Linked DNA regions of Mus musculus: all the other regions are linked to region 2. Evidence: chromatin contacts called from public Micro-C and promoter capture Hi-C data. All regions are on one chromosome and are shown on one strand. The core of a region is the stretch at or near the end of the contact, and the rest is flanking DNA. Distances in the headings are between cores, read along the strand shown.

Region 1 (3,331 bases), core at 680-3,179, 190 kb after region 2:
AACTGTAAAACACTTAAATCAATTGGGCTAATATGATCTCATTTGGTTTGCACAAAGCAGTGAAAGCTAATTTGGATTATGAATCCGGTTGAAAACAGGTGAATGGTAGTAGCAATGAACAGTAGTAATAATAATATGAAACAAAACATAAGCAAACGTTTCCATTTTTTTCTTTCTAGTTACAAAGGATGGGAGAAAAACAATATAGATATTTCAGCTTAGAAATCACAAGAGACATGTAGTGCCGCTTTGTCTGTTCCCAGTTCTCTCAAACTGAGACTAGTCAGATGGTACCTGGGGAACAAAGGAGGGAGAGAGCTTACTACACGTAAATACAATACAAACCCCGAAGGTTTTACTCACCAGCCTATAACCTGGCCTAGTACTAAGCAGTGCGAGTGTGGAAGGCGTGGTAGGGGTGTGTACATACACACGCACGAACACTGTAACCTTGCTAACCAAGCACCTGTCTAGTGGCAGGAAGAGGAAGAGGGGGTGATCCAGATCACCTCAGCTGGCTCGCCCCGCCCCGAGGGAGAGCTGTCTGGGCTGCGCTGGGCTTCTCTGAGAGCCCGCGCCGGTGGTGGCCACCTCCCTCCTATTGGAGTCGGTTTTCTTCTGTTCTTTGACTGAGCCTGTCTCCAGGCTTTCTAAAATCAGGCTAACGCTCCAATAACGACTCTTCTCTAGATTAGAGTGACCGGCAGAAAGGGGCTGAACGGCCCGATTCCTCCGGGGACGTGATCTGACCCTTTCCCTCTTACACCTTCCAATCGCCTCGGGCAAACCGCCCCAGCATCCTGTCTTCTGTACCTCTCCGTGCAGCGGGTACCGACAACCCAGTTTTCCAGAACTTCCGCACTCCCGCCCAGGTCCTTTCCACTCCCTCAGGCTCTTCCCCGCTGCGAGTCCCGGGCCGCTGACACCGCAGGGACACCCACCTGCTCCGATCTTCCCTCGTCCAGGGTCCAGTACCCCGCCCGGGACAGCTCGGGGGGCGCCCGGTCCCTCAGGCTCGGCGCCAGCCACCTGAGATCCTCCCGCCCCCACCGCCCACAGCCCCGCACCCCGGGGCGCCCGCTCCCTCGCCGCCCTGCTCCTCACAGCTCCCCGCCCCGCCCCAGCCGTTAGCAGGGTCCGGGGCGAGCGTCGGCCGAGTCCGGGCCTGGGCGGTTCGCAGGGGACACGGGCCCGGCGGGAAGAGTCGGCGAGGCAGAGGCGGCGCGGGCGAGTGCACCTAGCGGGCCCGCCGCGCCGACTCCGCGGACACTGGGGGCGGCGGCGGCGGGACCCCGGGCGGGCGCGTGATGAGGCGCGGCGGGCGGCCGGCCCCGCGGCGCGCGCGAGCTCACTTGGGTCCGGGCGTTGGCAGCCGCGGGCCGCGGGCCGGAAGATCGGCCGTCTGGGGCCGGGGTGGGGGCTGGGGTCCCCTGCCGCAGCCCGCGCCTCGTGGTTCCCGGAGGGGTCCTCCCTCGCGGAGCCCCGGAGCCCGGTGACGCGCCAGCCGGCGGGACGGCCGCTCTCGCCGCCTCCGGGCGCTCGGGGCGAGTTCCCGGGACTCCCCAGGGGTCGGGCTCGCGGGCAGCGCTTCCCGCTCCGCTCCGCCGCCGCGCCGGACACTCGCGCCCCGGCCCGCGGCCGCCTCCCTCCAGTCACCCCACCCTCAGCCGTCCCCGCCACCTTACTCCACCGCCCTCCCCCGCCGCTCCGCGCACTCGGCGTCGGGGCCTCCAGCTCCTCGCTCCCGCGAACCGCTCACTTGGCAGCCCTTCGCCCCCGGGAAGAAGAAACATTTCCCCGAGCGCACTCCTCAGCCCTCCCCCCTCGGCCCTCCCCTCCCCCTGCCTTCTTTCCTGGGGGAGGGGGGCTGTCGCCTCGGATTGAAGGCCATTGATTTGTATGCATTTGTCCCAGCCCCGGAGGCTGCCCCAGCCGCCCGCGCCCGAGCCGCGGCTGCCAGCGGAGTTGCCTCCCTGCTTCCCTAGGGTGGTTCGGCTCCGCCAAACATGTCGGCTCCGCTCGGGCCCCGGGGCCGCCCGGCTCCCACCCCGGCGGCCTCTCAACCTCCTCCGCAGCCCGAGATGCCGGACCTCAGCCACCTCACGGAAGAGGAGAGGAAAATCATCCTGGCTGTCATGGATCGTCAGAAGAAAGAAGAGGAGAAGGAGCAGTCCGTGCTCAAGTAAGGACCCGGCTCCATCTTCCCGCCTCCCTCCCTGCCCTCCGCCCCCCTCGGCCGCTTCCCCGCGACCGCCCGCGCGCCGGGGATCGCCGCCTTTCCTCCCCGCCGGTGGCGCGGGGGCCACGAGGGCTGCGGCCCGCGGCCGCCAGGGTCGCTTTCTAGTTGTCAGCCGCGGGGGTGTGTGTCGCGGAGGGAGGGCGCCGAGGCCGGCTGAGGTGACGGTGGCGAGCTCGGGGAGGCGGCGGTTTCCCCGGCGCCCTCCGGCTTTCCCCGCGGGCCACTTCGGCTCCCGGGATGAGGCTGAACCCTGGCTCCTCGCGTCCCATTTCCTTTCCCGCCGCCCCCGCGCGGAGGCAGTGACTGGGGCAAGGAATCCAATATGGCCGTGCACAGGTGCTCCCGGGCCGGACCCGGGTGAAGCGCCCAGGCCCGGGGTGCCGGTGCCACCGGGGTCGCTCGTCCCGCGCCTGCGAGGGCCGGCTCCGTCCCCAGCCCCGGGAGGAGCTGCGCTGCCCACGGTCGCAGCGGACAGGAAGGCTGCGGGGCGGGCGAGGGGGCCTAAGCGCGGTCTCGTCTCGTCTCGGGTGGGTGTGCGGCCGCCGCCATCTTCCAGCCCCTCCCCCTCGGCGGGTGCTAACACCCTGCACTCTGCTGCTGTTCTTCCTGTTTGCAACTAGTAAATCTGTAGGATCCCGAGGAGACTCCACTTCCTACCATCGTGGCAGTTTGGGTTGCTCCCTGCTTGTGAAGTTCTACTATGTTTGCTCACAGTCCAGCCAGCGGGGTTTTGGCGAGGGTGGGAGGCGTGAAAGTAGCACCCAAGCATCGGTTTAGAGGCGGTGTAACTTCAGCACCAGGGAACTGTCCAGAATGAGTTTTCCTTTACTTTGGGATTCCTTGTCAGTGTAGCACTGTAGCTGAGATTGTTTCTACAGGTTTGCTTTTAAATGTTTTATGATTTTTTATATCTCGGTTGCTTCTGGAAAGTCATTGTCTGGATCTGTAAAGATCTGTAACCCTTTAATGTTTGTCCAAGTCGTTACTCACTATAAAAATTAACCTGTATATGCCTAAAGAGAGGGAGGGCAGTTCTCTTGCATGTCACCGAATACACTTTCCCATAATCGCTATAGAAACACACAACTAAAA
Region 2 (3,042 bases), core at 86-2,585:
CACCACACTCAGCTGAGATATATTCCTTCTATATAGAAACTTAACATTTTTCTGAGAAATATTCTTCCCACGTAGAAGGTTAATTTTCTACATAGAAAACATCTTACATAGAAACCCATTTTTCAATACATAAACTGTCTGACTTTTAATAATATTAAGATTAAGACAATTAGTATTAACATTTCTTTAACATGGTCTCGTCCTTTACAGTTGTCCTAAGCTTTTTTTTGTTTAGTTTTGTTTTCAAGGCAGGGTTTCTCTGTGTAGCCTAGCTGTCTGGGAACTCAAAGGTCTGCCTGCTTCTGCCTCCTGAGTGCTGGGACTGAAGATGTGTGCAACCATGACCGGCTTGTCCTAAGTTTTTTGATAAAGCTGGGAAAGAGTTCTCCAAAATTCATCTCTAGTTGATGTTTCCAGATTTCAAATCTTGTCTGGTTATTCGGTGGTGTCCCAAGTACTGAAATGTGACATTTTTCAGCAGCACAGTGATTCAGCTAACAGCAGTCTCCATTTAAAAGTTATTTTACAGGCTGGGACTGTAGCTTAACATAGTAGGCATGCTAGTACCAGTATGCACAAGACCCTGGGTTCTATCCCCATTAGGAACAAGAAGAAGAAGAAAAGAGGAAGAAGAGGAGGAGGAGGAAAGAAGAAGAAAGAAGAAGAAGAAGAAGAAGAAGAAGAAGAAGAAGAAAAAGAAGAAGAAGAAGAAGAAAGAAAGAAAGAAAGAAAGAAGAGAAGACACTTTGTGTTTGCCAACAAGTTCCTTTGTACCTCATACCAGAGTCCTACATATCAGGCATTATTGAATGTAAAGGACTCAAAAATTAGTAACCATTCTTGTATTCATTTATCATGTCTACATAGAGAGGACTCTACACATCCCCACGCCCCTTTTTGGTAATTTATCTGAAGTGATGGTGGCAGAGCTGGTTCTCAAAACCACGTTGACTAAAGCAGTTAACTTTCTGTGGGGCTTTTGCAGCAGTAAAGCTGTAGAACCGGCCGAAGCTGGCACCTGCCGTTCAAGGTGGTGGCCAGACTCCCCGAGTTAATAGGCTTTTCAGCCAAGAACTCAGGAAGTTCCTCGCTAACTCTGATCTCAGCTACCACTCACTACAGAGCAGATCCCCGCGGCTAAGGCTCCTCGCTTCCAGAACGGAAAGTGTGCTCTGCAGGGCACTTCCCCAACGGCCTGGGTCTCACGCCTGGGTCCGCGGTGCGAGCGGAGGCGACAGCTCGGCGGCCCCCGCACCGCGGCCGGCTGGGCTGGGCGGGGCGCAGGGCCGGTCCCGCCGCCGCGAGCCCCAACCTGCCCGCCCGACCTGGCGGCGCAGTCTCGCGGGATCGCCCAGCTCTCGCTCCCCGTTGCGGCCCCGGAGGCGGTCGAGGCCCGGACGCTGCCCCCCACCGAAAGCTCGCCCCGGCTGTCTGGGGTGGCGGGGCCGCGCGACGCCGAGGGACAGCCACCTTCCTCTGCCGCCCGAGGTGAGGCGTCCCCGGCCCGACGGGGCGGGCGGGCAGCGGCCGGGATCGGAGCCGCAGGTGCGTCGCCTCGGAGTCCCACGCAACTCCTGGAAAGTGACTCTGGGTCCCCGCAGGCCGGGGACGGAGCTGCTCGGCTGCAGGCCGGGAACAGGTGCCCGACGCGGGACCCCGGGGGCTCAGGGGAGCCTCCCGCAGTCCCCATGAGCTGACCGTGGAAGGTTTGCGCTGGGTGGAATTCGGGGTACAGGGGGCACGGGGTGAGCGCGTTGAAGGGGAAAGTGCTGGAGGTGAAGAAGCGCAAAGGAGTCACCACCCAGGCCCACTCTTCCTAGGGGGACCTCGCTCAACCCCAGCAGACTGATTTTCGCCTTTGCGAAAACAGGAAAGGCACATCCGCAGAAGTCTGCGATTGTAGAGAGAGCTAAAGTTGAAGAACTCTGTCTGGGTCACTTGTCCTCATTTTCCCCATATAGTGAGATGGCCAAGGGGCCCCTAGACCCCCTTTCTTCTAACCACCATCACCCCTTTCCTCGCTCCAACTTGCTTATGCCGTGCCTCCTCTTACCCGGTGTTTTAGACAGTATAACCCTTCATCAGCAGTTCCCTAGAATTGAGGCTTCCTTAGCAAAGTGATACATCCGCGCCCGGGCAGGTGGATATGTCTCTTGCTAGGATGGAATTTTCCACATTTTTTTCTTTCTTTGTAGCATTAGTTACCTAGCATGACATTTGACTTGGATTTGACTTTGTGACGAATGTTACTGATAACACACTTTGGGTTTGTTTTTACAGCAGTTGCCCCAGAATTCATTTTCAGGAAACAGCTTCTATCAAAATGGTACAAAGAATGCAATGAGGAATTTGTACATTTTATCTCTGATTTGAGAATCTTTTTGATGCGGAAAGGAGCATAAGAATAATCCAAGCCATGTGGTAAAATCGGAGTCTGGCAAGATGGAAAGGTCCCCGTTTCTGTTGGCGTGCATTCTTCTGCCCCTCGTAAGAGGACACAGCCTTTTCACCTGTGAGCCAATCACCGTTCCCAGATGTATGAAAATGACTTACAACATGACGTTCTTCCCTAACCTGATGGGTCATTATGACCAGGGGATCGCTGCTGTGGAAATGGGGGTGAGTGGATTTTCATGCCTATATTGAAAATTAGTTTATACGTAGTATTTTTCTCTTAACTATTACTTTTTAATCTTTAAACATAGTTTTTTTCCCAATCATATTTTTTAAAGTAGTTTTGAACATTAAGTTCCCCTCCTCCCGCTGTCATATTTTGTCTACAGTTGGACGGTTAGTTAATTTGCTTATAAAAAGGTTGCATTCATAATGAAGGGTGCTTACAGATAATAAAAATATTTTGCTTTTTTGAATTTGTGTCATTGCTTCTCCAAGACTGTGATTTCTGAATTTTTAAATTTTTAATATTTATTTGTTTGTTTGATTTTTCAAGATAAGGGTTCTTCTCTGTGTAGTCCTGGCTGTCCTGGAACTCACTCTCTAGACCAGGCTGGCCTCAAAACTCAGAGATCCACCGGCCTCTGC
Region 3 (2,950 bases), core at 340-2,839, 210 kb after region 2:
CCTAGTGAACGGATGAGGCAAAGCTTCTTGTCCTGATCCGTGGTGGCAGCAGCACTTGGTGTGGTCGTGCACAGGGTAGGGGTCAGGAAGCAGAGAAAACACATGTGCTAGAGCCAGAAGAACAGAAGTGCACCTTTCTTTCTTCTTTTCTTTTTGCTGTTTTTTTTCAATTTTTTAATTAGGTATTTTCTTCATTTACATTTCAAATGCTATCCCAAAAGTCCCCCATACCCCCTACTCCCCTACCCACCCACTCCCACTTCTTGGCCCTGGCGTTCCCCTAAACTGAGGCATATAAAGTTTGCAAGACCAAGGGGCCTCTCTTCCCAGTGATGGCTGCCTAGGCCATCTTCTGCTACATATGCAGCTAGAGACACGAGCTCCGGGGAGTACTGGTTAGTTCATATTGTTGTTCCTCCTATAGGGTTGCAGATCCCTTCAGCTCCTTGGGTACTTTCTCTAGCTCCTCCATTGGGGGCCCTGTGATCCATCCAATAGCTGACTGTGAGCATCCACTTCTGTGTTTGCCAGGCACTAGGAAAGAAATCAGGAACCATAGATTTGAGCATCAGCAACAGAATACAAGAGATGGAGGAGAGAATCTCAGGTGCAGAAGATTCCATAGAGAACATGGACACAACAATCAAAGAAAATGCAAAATGCAGAAAGTATACTTTTCAAATGCCTGCCCTAAAGACTGCAGCCTACAATACAGAGCCTCAGCTGGGAAACAAGTGACTGCATAGTTTGTGAGGGGTTATTCCTTTTCTTACAGTAAAGTGTATATATATATATATATATATGTGTGTGTGTGTGTGTGTGTGTGTGTGTATATAATTTTGTTCTTTTGGAATTAGTAGCAAAGAGTGTGTTTAAATGAAAAAAGTAGTTCTGTGAGTTCAGCTTTATGACTGTGTTTAAAGTGTGATCAGATCATTTGGCAGTCATGGATGTTAGAAGTAGCTGTGAAATAAAATCCAACAAATAACCCCTAAATATTAACATACATTCATATTACCATTTATTGTGTTATATGCTAGCATAGACCATGTTTCAGAGTCCAGTTAGAATATAGAAGCTACGATAGTTCTTTGAGCAGAAAAACATTAATATAGATTATCCTGAGGCAGAGTACCCATGAATTGAAAAAAATGGACGAAGCTTTTTCCTTTGTGCCTGAGGCTGAGATTCAGACACTGTGGAGGTGTGGCTGCGGCCCACTTTGCTGTCTGGTGCTTGCCAAGCTAGGGCAAACAAAGTCGTCTGTTTTTATGAAAGGAAGTCATTTGTGGGGGCTGTTGGCCTTGGTGGATAGGCTGCCTGTGGTGCTCAAGGAACCCTTTGGGAAGCTTATTGGAATGTCAGTCAGATTTACTAAGAGCTTGCCGGTGGGAGTGCCTCCAGAATTTGCTGGAAGGAAGGCCTGTGGGGTGCTGGTGAAGCATACAAGTAGGTCTAATACTAGTGGGTATTCATTAGCTCCAGGTAGCCATGTAAACAAAAGCAACAAAGCACGGAGACATTTCTTCCTTTAATGTCATCATGGCTCCCTCTACTGTCAAATCTTAACATTGCACCCCAGGGAAAAATACAAAGCTGGGCAGAGAAGGGTAGATTTGGAACCGAGAGGCAGTGGATTTTTAATAGGCTGCCTGTCATAGACGATGCTGTCCTCAAATGCCCATATGTAGAACAGCATTGACTTACTTTTTATTCTATATGATTCTTTCTCTGGGCTACGGGGTGCGTGTGTCTATTCTGCACCATTATCATCCCCGGCATAGACTATTATGTATGCACACACTCTCTGTAATGTTGTGCATAGAGCAGTAGAGAACAGTGTTGAATCAAATTGTCTCCTTAAGTTTCTTCTCAGAAGTGCATGCATAACTTCTGCTTACATTTTGTACAAAGCATGTTTTATGATCATGCCTAGGTTAGAGTAGAAGGAATGTATCTCATCATGTGGAAGAACAAGAAATAAGTCGTGGGTTAATAGGATTGATACTGTAAAGTTTGGCAGTGTCTACGACAGTTATTTATAATTTATCCTTAAAAATCTTGTCTGGGTTTGACGTTTTTACAAGATCAGCAAAAATTGGTATTGACATAAAAATGGTATGCTTAACTTCTGGATCAGTAAATTTTAATTGCAGTAAGTGTAGCTATTTGCATAAAACAGTGTGGACCAGAACACACTTAAGGAGCAGGAAAAGTTTTTTGAAGGCTAGATACAAATTAAACTTTGTTTAAAAATTTGCATTAACTTTAGCTTACACAAGATATATGAGATATGAAATCTTTTAGTCTTTGTGTGTGTATTTAATGTGTGTGTGCATATTTCTTTATGTGTGTGGGTGTGACATGCATTCATGTGGAGGTCAGAGGACAGCATCCAGTATTCACCTGCTCCTTCCACCTTGACACAGGCTCTTAGTTTTTAGAAAGCTTTGTAAGACAGACTAGCTGTTTCTCAAGCATCCGGAAATTCTCCTGTCCCCATCTTTGATCCCGACGTAGGAGCACTGGACTACACTTGCTGTGGGCTACTATGTCTGGCTTTCTGTGGATTCGGGGAGATGTGGATTTATGTCCTCATGTTTGCATAGTAAGCACTTTACTCTCTGAGCTACTGAGCTGCTCTTCCCAGCCCTGGAACAGGAAATCTTTTGATACTGAAGAAGAGTTTTCATTTTTGGCCAGTTGTGGGTAGAAGATAAAAAAATAAATAAAAATGAGATGCTTTGACTAGAGTTTCAGCACCATCATAACATTTCGTTGTGAAAAAATTAAATAAGCTCTACAAAAATCTACAAAATGTTAAAAACAAAAGCTGTGATCTCTAAACTGAAATCCTAATGCCAAGGTCCTCTAGGATTCATGTCAAATTGGACATTCGAAGTGCAAAGGTGCACAGACCATAGTCCTGTGACTGTCAGTAGACAGGACA

What was found. Promoter capture Hi-C pulls out the DNA fragments that hold promoters and counts their contacts. A called contact is a pair of places that touch in the nucleus more often than the background predicts.
Region 1: a contact with region 2 is called in a Micro-C map of embryonic stem cells, with 3 times the contacts expected there. The contact joins the promoter of Rims2 here to the promoter of Fzd6 in region 2. A contact is called at or near these places in 3 of 39 promoter capture datasets (HPC-7-derived erythroid cells, hippocampal neurons and liver), 7 of 484 Hi-C or Micro-C datasets (LSK cells, Sertoli cells, embryonic stem cells and 1 more) and 4 of 115 datasets of contacts at active chromatin or transcription factors (embryonic stem cells and stem cell-derived neural progenitor cells).
Region 3: a contact with region 2 is called in a promoter capture Hi-C map of stem cell-derived epiblast-like cells, with 2.2 times the contacts expected there. The contact joins the enhancer-like site here to the promoter of Fzd6 in region 2. A contact is called at or near these places in 9 of 39 promoter capture datasets (3T3-L1-derived adipocytes, the HPC-7 cell line, HPC-7-derived erythroid cells and 5 more), 2 of 15 datasets of contacts at CTCF or cohesin (both in the NIH/3T3 cell line), 8 of 484 Hi-C or Micro-C datasets (LSK cells, embryonic fibroblasts, embryonic stem cells and 2 more) and 2 of 115 datasets of contacts at active chromatin or transcription factors (pancreatic cancer cells and stem cell-derived neural progenitor cells).

Annotation. Positions count from the first base shown.
Region 1 is chr15:39,196,357-39,199,687 of GRCm38.p6, forward strand. Rims2 (regulating synaptic membrane exocytosis 2) reads left to right here and starts at 1,930. Exons shown (of 27, transcript NM_053271.2): 1 at 1,930-2,182. The coding sequence starts at 2,007.
Region 2 is chr15:39,004,945-39,007,986 of GRCm38.p6, forward strand. Fzd6 (frizzled class receptor 6) reads left to right here and starts at 1,336. Exons shown (of 7, transcript NM_001162494.1): 1 at 1,336-1,488; 2 at 2,281-2,619. The coding sequence starts at 2,443. It overlaps Gm26704 (a long non-coding RNA gene), which reads right to left and starts at 2,125. Exons shown (of 2, transcript XR_875317.3): 1 at 1,118-2,125.
Region 3 is chr15:39,215,897-39,218,846 of GRCm38.p6, forward strand. The region is part of intron 1 of Rims2 (regulating synaptic membrane exocytosis 2); the gene reads left to right. Among named protein-coding and RNA genes, the nearest start is that of Rims2, 19 kb to the left of the region's middle. Within about 2 kb of position 1,590, at least 37 of the 459 cell types and tissues checked have an H3K27ac peak or open chromatin away from gene starts, as enhancers often do. A contact at or near this core is called in stem cell-derived epiblast-like cells, where this site is marked.